2 separate regions of the Arachis hypogaea genome follow, and region 2 is linked to region 1. Evidence: chromatin contacts called from public Hi-C data. All regions are on one chromosome and are shown on one strand. The core of a region is the stretch at or near the end of the contact, and the rest is flanking DNA. Distances in the headings are between cores, read along the strand shown.

Region 1 (6,593 bases), core at 1,536-4,035:
GAACTTTATCATGAGTGCTATTATATATGAACTATTAGATTTGTTCTATAAGAAAGTTTCCTTTATTTAAGATTAATGGATGATAAACTAGATGGTTATTTGATAAATTGAACTAGAAGGACTCGTCATCATTCCAGAAGTAATAAATGAAACTCATTATGGGTCTGGCATAGAATTTCTAGCTGACATGATTTGTCGGAGCAGTGTGATAAGGTGGGGTGTGTCTTAAACTGTTGAACTTCAAACTCAGAAGTAGTTGGATTTGTTAGTCGTCAGCAGTTTTATCATTTCAAATTTTTATGTGATCGACAGTGCTGCTGATAATTTTCAATCAAAAGATTATGAGACAAGTGCAGAACTCTTTGAAAAATCAATGCTGTATATTCCGTATGATACAGAGAACAGAATACTTCGAGCCAAAGGCTTTAGAGTTTTGTGTCTCTGCTACCTTGGTCTCATGCGGCTTGATCGTGCTCAAGAATACATAAATGAGGCTGAAAAGGTATTACATGAGTCACGGACTAACGACAATGAGAATGTTGAATTTATTAATCTGAGTTTTACCTACCTATGAAACCCTGATATATTATTCATAATTTTCAATTTCTGCAGCTTGAGCCCAACGTTGTTTGTGCTTTTCTTAAGGTGCCGAACTCTCTCTCTCTCTCTCTCTCTCTCTCTCTCTCATACATATAGGGGTTTCAATATCTAATCATACAAATATTTATGTTGAATTTATCTAACCATACAAATATTTAATGATTTAATAATGGGAAGTTTATATTAAAAAACTAAAAGCTTAAGTGTCCAATGCATTAAATATAATCAAAATTTAAAAGCTTTCCCTGTCTAGAAAGTAGAATCATTTAACTTGTGACCTTAGCAAGGCACCATATTGATATAGGAGGTCTATAGTAGCAGAAAATTCATAAAGTTTACTGATAGGTCGATTTCCCATGTTATTCTTTAGGTTGATCACACGACTTTAAGACCAACCCATTTTCTTTTCATTAGGATAACACTCTTGATTGATATGAAATGATAGCTTACAGTAGCGTTCATTTGTTCAAGTCAGTTCAAAATTTATCTCCAGAAGAATGACCACCAAGGTGCTATTGCTCAAATCGAAGCGATGACTGCATGCCTTGACTTTCAACCAGATTTTCTGTCACTTTCATCCCATGAAGCTGTTGCTTGCCATGCTCTTCCTGTTGCTGTTGCTTCTTTATCAAGTATGCTAAATTTATACACTTCAGGGAAGTCCATGCCAACAACAGAAGTAACAGTCCTTCGCACCTTGGTAACAGTCCTCTCTCAAGAACCAGGCAATGAGCAACAAGTCCTCAAATTCTTAAAACACGCTCATACCCGGGCATCTGATCTTGGTCCTGATTGTTTCTTTGGAAAAGAAGAGGTTGGAAGACGGGAACGGAATTGGTTTGCTGTGACTTCCTGGAACCTTGGTTCAAAAACAGGGAAGGATAAGAACTATGACTTATCTGCTGAGTTCTTAAGATTGGCATCAGATTTTTATGCCCTACTTGAAGGGTCCACTGAGAACAATATCATGGTTTGTAAGTCACTGGTACTTTCTGTATCATCAATGGTAGCTTTAGAATTTCAAAGGGAGGCTGCTATGTCAGAAAATGAAGTCAAGCGAGTTGTGCAATTGCTAGAAAGAGCCGGGCAGGTATGAAATTTGAGGGGTTTTTATTTTTTATTTTTTATTTTTCATTAAGTGTACTATGTTAATAAGTAGACATTGGAGAGTATTTAGTTTTTGGTTTTGTTTTAACTTGGAATCCTGTTGAATATTGTCTTGTTTCTCTGTTGTGTATGCAGATGCTGAAGTCAATTACAGCTGGGAACTCACTCAGCGATGATCAAGATACCATTGATCCTGAACTTTTTTTCATATACACTTTCTGTGCTTATGACATACAAGGCAGGCTGAATGATTTAGGTTCACAACTCCTCAGTGTAAGAAGTTTCGCCAAGTCAAAGGCCTGCAAACCCCACCACCTCCTTCAGATAGGCCTCTATGCCTCCCAGGGTGTGCGGTCGAATCATGAAGTAGCCACCTTTGCTCTAAATGAGTGCCTCTCATCTTTCCTTTCATCACCAACTCCAGATTATCAAAACGTTGCCCTTGTTGTTCGCAAGCTTATAGCCATTGCCAGCATTCACAAGGGCGATACAGACGATGATCTTGTGTATGGCATGTACAAGCAAGCATACCGGATAATGGTTGGTTTGAAGGAAGATGAGTATCCAGTTGAAGAAGGAAAATGGCTAGCTATGACTGCATGGAACCGAGCAGCAGTGCCAGTGCGGTTGGGTCAGATTGAATTGGGCAAGAAATGGATGACTGTTGGCTTAGACATTGCAAAGCATGTTTCGGGGATGGATGCTTACAAAGCATGCATGGAAGATCTCCTTGGAACATTGGAAAAGAAACCTTGATATGGAATGAATCTAAAATCCAGTTTCTGACAATTGAAAAAACTCTATATACATCTTGCACAGGAAGGAAGTGATATAGGACTAATAGAATAGGAGTGTATAAATTAAAAAATAGCTGGTGTTTATGCTTTGTGTGTTCCGTAAGATTTATAAATAGAATCTAACTAGAATTCTATTCCTGGTACACCTGATAACCTTCCAATACTTTTATACTCTTACACAGATAATAAACATCAAAATCGTAATAATTATGTTTTGTCTAGATTTTTTTTGTATTTTTTATTTTAAATTAAATTATAAAATCCCATCTGGAATTCCGGATATAGAAAGGAGTTTTGAATAGAATAAAATAATGTGTTCAAGTACAGGACATATATTTTATGTACATAACATAGATAAGATACACATAAAGTAAGCCCTATCTCTATCCTTGTGTATGTAATTTCTCTCCCTTGTCATGGATTCACCATCTCTATTCCTCTCCTCTTATCCACTCTTCAACAAAAACCACCCTAAAACCCAGAAATTCCCCACCTTCAAAGCCTCCTCTTTACTCTCAAACCATCACACACCACACTCTTCACCCCAATCCTCTACATCTTCTCCTCAACCCTGCAAGAATATATCATTTTCCACACTCCAAACCCATTCTCCTAGCTCACTTCAAAACCTTCTCTTTCCCCAAAATCTCTTATCAAAATCTTGCTTTTCATTAACTGTGATTGACCTCTTTGCTTCTCTTCCATCCCTTGCTGATGAAGCTGCAGCATCATCCCCTTTAGTTGAGTCAGATGCAGGCAAAATCAACTTGGAAGAAATTCTGGTCTCCATTGATAATTTCTTCAACAGATACCCATTTTTTGTTGCTGGGGTTACCTTCATTTGGCTTGTTGTTATACCAATTGCACAAGAGTATTTCAGGAAGTACAAGTTTGTGTCGGCCATTGATGCTTTCAGGAAACTCAGGGATGACCCTGATTCGCAGCTCTTGGATATCAGGGACAGAAAGAATGTGAAGTTTTTGGGGTCCCCCAACTTGAAACTGTTGAATAAGGAAGCGGTGAAGGTTGAGTTCACAGAGGGAAACGAAGATGGGTTTGTGAAGAAGGTATTGGGGAGATTCAAGGAACCTCCAAACACTGTTCTCTGTGTTTTGGACAGGTAACAGGGTTCATAGAAAAGTAATTCAAATTGAATTCTGTATCACGTACAATCTGTGTGATCAAGATATTAAGATTTTTTTTTTCATTTGGCATTTACAGGAATGGATGACACTAGTGAGTAGATATAAGATATGCTTAATATGTTTAGCTACCGAAGATGTTTAAATAATAAATTAACATTTTGTTTTCATTTTTCTTTTCTTCGTCATTTAGGGATATAATAAATTTTGGTGCAGATTTTCATTTTATATTTTGTATAAGATACACCCCTCTGTGGCTTCTATTGTGTGTTTTGGCGAATTTGGATATAATTTGGAGAATAAAACTCCAGTTATCTAATCACTGTTCTCTCAAGTCTCAGAATGATTTTATTTTAACGTGACACAACCTTTTTGTTGACTTTGCATGATAAAATCCAATTTTCTAAACATAATTTATAACTGGACATTATAACATCAATGTAGCTGTGTGGAGTTTGCAGTTAATAATAGCTTGTATCCTTTAACTTGATTTCTCAAATTTCTCTTTTTCATCTTTCAATATGTTATTGTGAATGAATGCATAGTTGATTGATTCAAACTCTGGTTATCTTGCTTGGAAAGTGCTGCAAAATTCAAGTGCAGCAATAAGCTGATGATCTGTTTTAATCATAGATTTGGTTTGCTATTTCTGTTATATTGTCTTCTCCTTCACATTTTACATTTCAAATCAAGGATTGGAAAAGAATAAAAATAAATAAAAATCTGTTTACGGAAAGATTCTTAACTAAGATTATATAAGTCACTTTGTTGACTAGAGTATTTTCATTTCTTTTACCCTACATTATATAATACATGTTAGCAAACTTTTCTCATTTCTCTCTTTTTTGAGTGGAAGGTAGTTTTGACGGTAATTCATTGAAAGCTGCTGAGTTGCTATTCAAGAATGGCTTCAAAGAGGTCTATGCGATCAGAGGTGGAGTTAGAGGACAGCAAGGATGGATGGTATGACCTTTCTCTTCTCTTTTGCATGTTGTTTTATTTAGCCGAATGCACAGTACATCCTGCGGATATTTTTCTTTGGTTAGAAAACTATTCAAATTTGATGTAACTTGACATTCTTACATATTGCAATACATAGAACAATCTAAATATTACATTCCAAAATCAAATTTTAGTAAATTCAATACTGTGCTTCAACTTGAGTGAACTGAGAAATGATTGTATTTGGTTTTGGAAAATCTGGATTTACTTTATCTTTGTGCTTACAGTCTATACAGGATAGCCTTTTGCCGCCATCGGTGCACATTAAACGAAGGAAGAAGAAAAAAGCTTCACAAGAAGTCGGTGCAAATGGAAATGGAGCCATTCAGCAAAATGATAGTAATTATGAGAGCGCCTCAACCCCTGATATTCCTGCAGATGGAAATCAAGGAAAAGAGAATGGTCATGTGAAAAGGTCTGAAGAGTCTGTTCCAGAAGGGAAAATCAGTTCAGTAGTTTCTTCCTCTCCCTATCCCAATGTATGCCCTCTCTCTCTCTCATATGCTAAAATGAATGTTGATTGCTGAGTTCTGCAATTTTTGTAACATATTTTAATTGTTTAGCAGATTTGTAAATTCGCAATACCATTGTAGGCCTTAATGTTATCTTGGTTTTGAAGATTGACATTGAATTGGTTTAGTGAAGTATAACTAATCCTAGGGATTTGTATTAACATCTTTCAAGATTGGATTTGTAAATAACCCTAGGCACAGCTCAATTCTTACCTAAGTGATGTTATTAACGCTGTTGTAGTAGATGACATACAATGACTACCTGTAGAGATTGGAAAGAGAATCAGGAAGATTGATGTGGAAGGATCATAAGATGGATTTTAGGGTGAAGCCCATCGGTTCATCGGACCTATGGGGTGTTTTAATCCTTCCGACAATGGTTCTTTTAAGCCCAGGTTACTTGGTTAAGGGGAATGAGCAACTAATACTCCAACCAACCCTTCATTGGTAGAAACCTATATTATTTCAGTTAAAGGATGAATACATTTCTTGGATTTTACTGAACCTAGAATCTTTCAAGGCTGAAATAACCATAAGCAGCACTTCATATATGCTAATGCAGGACTAAGAATTACCTCTGTTAGTTTTAGTTTTCTTTCTATATGAATCTTCTAGTTGCTTCCCTTCGAATAACCTTGTTGCATGACTGCATTTTCGGTTGAAGGAATGAACAATTGACAATTCCAATCAATGTTTGTTAGTTGATTCAAATGGCAGAAAGAACACCATGCAGTTGTAGGAAAGTAGGCCAGACTTGGCCATGAGTCTTCCTGGATGACCAGAGTGGCACTTGCACCTTCTTGTACAGCAGGACAGGCAGCCAAGTCTGGCCGGCCATAAATCCTAAACCCTAAACTTAGAAACATTAACATTAGCTCCTATGAACACACTTGAGCACAGCTGGATGGCTCGAAATTGCATTATATGTATGATAGGATATTAGTTATAGAAATGAAGACCTTCTTGCTCATTAGCATGTTATTCATTTATTTTCTGTAGTTCACAACACCTGAAAGCTTGAATAATTTAGTATTTATTTGCTGAGTGGTCACTGATTGTGTATTATATCTCTAATCATGATTAATCATATTGGTATATCAATCATGTTAAATAACTATTAGTATGTCAATGTTGTTATTTTATAAATTTAAGAATGAACTACATCTAACAATTTGTGTTCTCTCGTGTATATTATCATTTTAAAGACGATCATATTCTTCTATATAACTTTGATTAAATATGATTAAAGTGTTAAATACAATGATTTTAAAAACATGGGAATATGTTCAATCCTATTATTCTTATAAGGTGGGAGCCACCCTGATCATTCGTATCTTTCTTCTTTGCAGTACCCAGATTTGAAGCCACCATCATCACCAACTCCTTCAAAGCCACAATAGTGATGTTAGTTAATATTATCATACTCAACATGC
Region 2 (6,593 bases), core at 1,077-3,576, 210 kb after region 1:
TCAAATGCACGATGCATCAAGAAACCTCCGAATATTCGACCATGGATGTTCCTTTGCTGTGGCTGGCATATTAGAGCATTCTCAAGGCTGGTATCCCTCAGAAGAATGCTGTCTCGATCAGCTAAGGCTGGCATGTCACAGAAAATTCTTCCCTCAGCCAGCAAGGCCTGAAGTCTATTTGCTTCCCCATTCTCAAAGTCCCTTTTCTCCCCTCCTCTTTTCCTCTTCTTCAGATTATTTCTTGCTTCAGCTTGCTCATAAAGAAGTTTTTCGTGTTCTGTTTCAGGCGAGAGACGATTAACCGGAGCAGCCTTCCCGGTTATTGAGTCTCGAGCAACAAATATGAAGTTGGCTGTCAGTGCTACTGAGTCTGAGGCACTGCCATCTACACATATTTTGATAGTGCATAAGTTGACTGTGATTTAGGGCGTGTTTGTTTCAACTTCTAAAATAAGTTATTTTACCAACCAAAACCTTCTATATAATTGAAAAAGCTGAAAACTATTTTTTCTTTTGAGAAATTACAATTTTCAGCTTCTACAAAAAGGTTGGAAACTGATTTCTTTTTAAATTTTATCCTATATGTGAAAACTGGTTTATTTAGTAACAAAGTTATTTTGTGGAAAAAGGCAAAACAAACACACCCTTAATATGAAAAAGAAAACAATGAGAATAAAGGGAAAAAGTGAAAATAAAAAAAAATGAAAATGTGATTACTCTCCACTATAAAGATTTGTAGGACACCACCAGAAATTATTGTTGTTTGCAAGAGAATCACATTTGTTTTTTAAGGTTTATGCAAATCATGAAGGCTGTCATGAGAAGCAACAGGAGATTGAGAAGCTAAGTTTAATTTGGACACCTCAGTTACTCAAATTGTCAAGGATTAATCTGTGATCCCTACAATTAAAGATGTACCTTCTTTGCATTGAGTAACCTCTAGTTGAATCTCTATTGAGGACCTCCCAACCCATATAACAGAACCAACTATTTTAAGATCATTGTCAACACTAATTGGCCTCTTTAACACAATCTTGTCAACAGATGCAGTGACAACTATAAGTGGCCTTGTTGTGCTAGCTTCATCAGAACAGTGCTATTCCACAAACAAATAGAACTCATTAAAATTGACAGTGAATACAATTTAATTAAAATAACAGAAGAGTGCTAGTGTACCACACCAAGCTCATTGCAAGAAAACCGAAAAATATTCAGTACTTTTCCCATTGTTAAATTTATTGAATTTAAGAATCAAACTACATTTGACCTACTACACAACAAATCACTAACCACAAAAATGAAAATAATCAAAGTACAACCAAAATTCCAAGTCCAAGAACATCATCGTATCCATCCTCAATTGATCAAATAATCTTATTACAAGGACAACCCAGATTATCATTCCGAAAACACTAAAAGAATTGCTGAGTAATCGTAATAAAAAGTTCTAAGAAATCATGGTAGTCACTAGACAAAATGAAGTGGTATGATGTACTTATTCATGGAATAAGCAAAACTTATGAGATTATGTCAATGCATTCTGAAAATTAAATTGTGGCAAAGTTTCAATCTTTCTAGGTAGCGAAAATGGTTATCATCAAAGTAGAACTTAGTTTGATTTTCAGCCCCTCACCACATACCCTCTAAACTTCACCTTACAACCACATTACAACCCAAAATTACATTGCTTCTCCAATTTACCCGAATTTCTGGTTCTGAATTCTCTCTAATACTTGAAATTCCTAGTAAAAAGTATGTTCCAATTGAAGCAACACCCACATAACAAATCCCTAAAAAACCTTCAAAAATCAAAACTTTCTTATTGAAATGTGATCATAATTCAGAATTCACACCTTGACAGAAATGGTTCCAGCTAAGGCATCAAGATCCTCTAACAACTTTCCAATCCTGACCTCATTCCAAGGGTCCCTATACTGCTCTCTGAGGACGAAATCGGAGGAGAAATTGTAGATGATGCTGGTCCTGCTCTGCGACGGTTTCTTAGTGAGCAACGCGCCCTGCGGTGGCGCGTCCCTAGGTGGGTCGAGAAGCCTCTCGAAGATCTTGGTCCTTGCTTCCCAGAGTGCGGTGGTGACCGGAGAATGGTACATACCGGGCCATAATGCGATGGGTTTGCGGTCGGCGGCGGTGGAGGGAGGAGTGGTGTTGTTGTCAAAAGGGGCGGTGGTGAAAACAGGGATTGTTCCATTAACGGGGATTGTGATGTAGGTGTTGGTGTTATTGGAAGAAGGAGAATTGTTCAAGTCCATTGTGTTCTCGAGTTTCTTCTTCTTTTTTTCGTTCACAAATCTATATATACTCCTTTTACTTTGACTTTGACTTTTCACTTATTCTTTATGTTGGTTTACCTAATCAGCCAACGGTGTTGGCAGTAACGGTTTCATTGCGGTGTGAATACAATATTGAGGTTAATAATTGTTAAATAATTTGATTAAATTATTATTTAATAATTTTTAATTATTAATTTTATATAAAAATAATTGTATGTGATTTTTTATTATAATATAATTCAATATTAAAGTTAATTAAAATTTTGATATTAAAATTTTAAATAAAGATTAATAGTTAATTAGTTTATGAAAGATGAATTTTTTTTAAAATTTGTTCATAAATGATTTATTAATTAAAATAATTTTTTAAATTATAAATTAATTATATTTAATTATTTATTGTCAATAATTAATGATATAAAATATTAATTAACAGTAATAACAATACTTAACATATCATATATATATATATATATATATTTATTAAAATCTATTATTTTAGTCTATTTTTTCAACTACATCAATCTTAATCTCAATATAATTTTAAGACTAAACTAATAAATTTTTATAAATATATCTGTTTAATATTAAATTAAATATATTAGGTGTCATATATAATGTTAGTAACATTTTACATAATAAATTATTGATAATAATTATTAATGAAATGACAAAAGAATAAATGTAATTAATTTATAATCTTTGAAGATAAAATTTTTTAAAAATTAATTTAAAAAATAACACATCTTTTAAGAACTAATTTAATTATTAATTTTTTTAATAAATTAAAAACTTTTAAAAAATTGTATCATTAAACATTTCATCTTTTATATGTTTAATTATTTTTCTAATTAAATGTTTATGAATTGTATCGAAATATTACGTACTTCATTGTTATTTAACAGTAAACATATTATTGTAAACCAAATTTAGTTTTATACACGTCAATATAAAAATAATTTTATATGTGTATCTAAATATATAATAATGTCGTATTAGTAAAAATAATTATTTTTAATATTTATTTAAATAAATGAATAAAATTAGATGATCATATAAAATCATTTTATACTATATATCAAAATAAAAGAAACTTATAAATTTTATAAAATTTAATTTTAATACACTATCAGTATAAAGTAATTTTATATTTGTATCTAATCATATAACGATACATCAATAAAAAGAATTTCTTTTTACATTAATTACGTGAATGGTTATCTAAAAAATTAGATATAATTGTATGATTATATAAAATATTTTAAACTATTATAATATTAAAATTAAGCTCAATTATATATGCCTTAAAAAATATGACTTAAAAAATCTATTATATATTACTAATTTTACAACTAAAATGTGTCATATATCACTCTTTTATTGCAATTAAAATTAAATTTTTCACTCCAAAATTAAAGAGTTTTTTCCTTTTTCCTCTTCCTTTGTCTATCTCTCGTTCTTTTACCTACTATATCCCTTTTATATATCATTATCAATAACTAATTATAAATTTGACGATCAAATGTGTGGCATAACATTCTCTAATTATATTATAATTATAATTTGTTCGGTTGCTCGTTGGAAAGGTGAATCGGATGGAAGATGGGTTGTGAGCAACGGGTTGAAAGGAGGGGAATCTAGACTTAGGTGCAAGCTCCACGAGAGGAAGTGTTATCCTGATTATCGGCAGATCGGCGGGTAGGGGCCACCTGTAAGGACACTCCGATGCTAAAGTAAGTGTTCGTACAATGCGGCAGCTAATTAAGGCAAGAGTGATGTACCTCTGAGGAGGGGTAGTCCCTTCCTATTTATACTCTGTACTCGGGTGGGCCTTTTCTCTTGAACCTGTCTGCATTGAAGGTTTTGTCAACTATCCAGGTCTTCTCAGTCGGGTATGAGGTGATACGCGGGGTCATCTTTACATGCAATCAAATACTCGTTGGATCGATGGTCCGTAAGTAGATCCTGACCCTTATTGGACCGAGCTGAAACACAATTAAAATATTGAAATTGAAATATAACTATAATATATATTATATATTATTAATTAATTTAATAACAAAAATATGTTACATGACATTCTCTTATTAAAAATGAAAAGAAATATTTTCTTCCAAAATTTATAATTTTCTTCCTGCATTCTCTTATCTACTACTCTCTCTTTTTCTATTTCTCTTTATTCTTCTCCTTCTATATATAATGTATATTTTATATTTTATATTTTATATTAGTAATTAGACAAATTAAAATATGTCACCAGATATTTTTCATTACAATTAAAATAAAATTTTTTCTTCTAAAATTAACAAATTTTCTCCTTCATTCTTCTTCTTTATCTTTTTCTCTTTTTTCTCTCATTCTCTATTTTTTTCTACCTTTCTATTCTAAAAAAATAAAATTAACAAAATAATATAATTCAAATAAAAATTATTATTATTATTATTATAGTTTTTATTTAGTTTTAATTTTTTTTACCGCTTATCTTTCTAATCTATATTTTCATTTTTCTTCCTTCAAATATTTATTACATATAATTTGGAGAAAATACTAATATTGTGATTAAAAGTTAGAATCAAGATTTAATTGTATAAAAAAATTAATTTTGAATTAATTTTATAACTAACAATATAAATATCTTTATATTAATATCTAATTATATTTTTATATATAGAGAGAAAAAATATTATTTTTAAATAGCAAGCATAAAAATTAATTATTTTTATTTGTGAAAGAGACTTAACACATAATCAAATATAAAAGTATACATGTTAAATTCTTTCAAATTTTAGATAACGAATGTTAAAATTAATTATTAGTAAAAAATTAAATTCTTCACATAAAAATAATAACTAAAAATCTTATTATTTATTTTTTTATCTACCGAGACTTAGTCTTCTTAGACGACAAAAATTTTTGTTTTCTACGACTTTTTTATAAATCTTTTGTAGCATAATTTATAATATCAGGATAAAATCGACATAATTTTAAAAGATTTATATTTGCATAATATTATTATGGATAAAAATACTAGTTTATAAATAAAAAACATCTGTGACTTCCTAAACTAATTTTTGGATTAAATTAAAATTGTCCCAAAGATAGAAGCAAGAGGTAGGAACACAGGTCTAACTAACCACTCGATGGGATTACGGGACAATATTGAACTGAGTTTTTAATTAGTTTCATTGAAGGCTTGTTTAGTTGTTAGTTTTGTCATACTACTTGTTAACTTGTTATTACATGGTACTATGGTATAGGGTGCACATGGTTTGCTAAAGTCGAATTTGATGTGAATCAGATTTGATTCGAAATATATACTGAATTTATTTATTAGATTTGAATCGAGCTATAATTATATTGGATGTCGGACCCTTAATATTACATTACGATGATACATTTTTATAAGGTAGCATGTAAAAATATCTAAATTTCTAAGACTCCAACCATTATTTAATATAGTAAAATTCACTTAGAAAAATATAATAAGAACTAACTCTTCTTCAAAATTAAAGCATAACCACAATCAATACTAAAACATAACCACAATCAATACTAATATTGTCTAATAATACCAAATATTTAAATCAATACAAATAACACAATATTATGCATTAGTCTAAAATCTTATGCATTCTAAATATAAAATATTAACTTACAATCTTATAATGACTAATATCACAAAATATTAAAGTTTACAATACTTAAATTCCACATAAAAATAGTCATGATCCATCACTAATAACACAAAATATTAATTGTGTATGATGACCAGACTACCAGGCCGACTTCGAGTGACCCGAGCTATGGCCCGGGTCTGACCCAAAATAATGACCGAGTCTATTTTTGAGGCCCTTACCCGACACTAAACCCAATAAAATCACACCAAATTAATCTCAAAAGTGTTCGAGACCGGGTCGGGTCTTCGGACCACGCCGGGTCATATGCAACCCTACTATGGTAGGCCTAGGCTGTTCTATACACGTGAGGTTTTTCTTTCTTTTTTTTCCGGACCAGGATACACGTGAGATGAGATGTGTTTTTTTTTTTTTAATAAAAAAAATTTATTGATTAGAAACTGAAAATTAAGAATACAAAAATATATTATTTCAACTCAAATTGTAAGCTAAACCTGCAACGTTAAGCAATAAAATAATTAATTATATAACATTTAAAAAAAAAACCCTGCATATCACATTGCTAATCTTTGAATTTATAGTCACTCTCAAGGCCCTGTTCCTACTGTATATATAGCAGTGTTTGTCTATTTTCCGTTCAACATTACATTGCTACTATATGGTTCAT

The links. A called contact is a pair of places that touch in the nucleus more often than the background predicts.
Region 2: a Hi-C map of leaf shows a contact between it and region 1, with 6 times the contacts expected there. The contact joins the promoter of LOC112797624 here to the promoter of LOC112797620 in region 1. A contact is called at or near these places in 3 of 8 Hi-C or Micro-C datasets (leaf and an unstated tissue).

What each region holds. Positions count from the first base shown.
Region 1 is chr4:120,073,576-120,080,168 of arahy.Tifrunner.gnm2.J5K5, forward strand. It overlaps LOC112797620 (rhodanese-like domain-containing protein 4A, chloroplastic), which reads left to right and starts at 2,786. Exons shown (of 4, transcript XM_025840654.3): 1 at 2,786-3,624; 2 at 4,507-4,609; 3 at 4,876-5,127; 4 at 6,510-6,593. The coding sequence starts at 2,921. The coding sequence ends at 6,560. It overlaps LOC112797619 (TPR repeat-containing protein ZIP4), which reads left to right. Exons shown (of 5, transcript XM_025840652.3): 2 at 313-502; 3 at 613-645; 4 at 1,076-1,690; 5 at 1,843-2,725. The coding sequence ends at 2,463.
Region 2 is chr4:120,282,170-120,288,762 of arahy.Tifrunner.gnm2.J5K5, forward strand. It overlaps LOC112797624 (acyl-coenzyme A thioesterase 2, chloroplastic), which reads right to left and starts at 2,327. Exons shown (of 5, transcript XM_025840658.2): 1 at 1,854-2,327; 2 at 919-1,096; 3 at 1-385. The coding sequence starts at 2,270.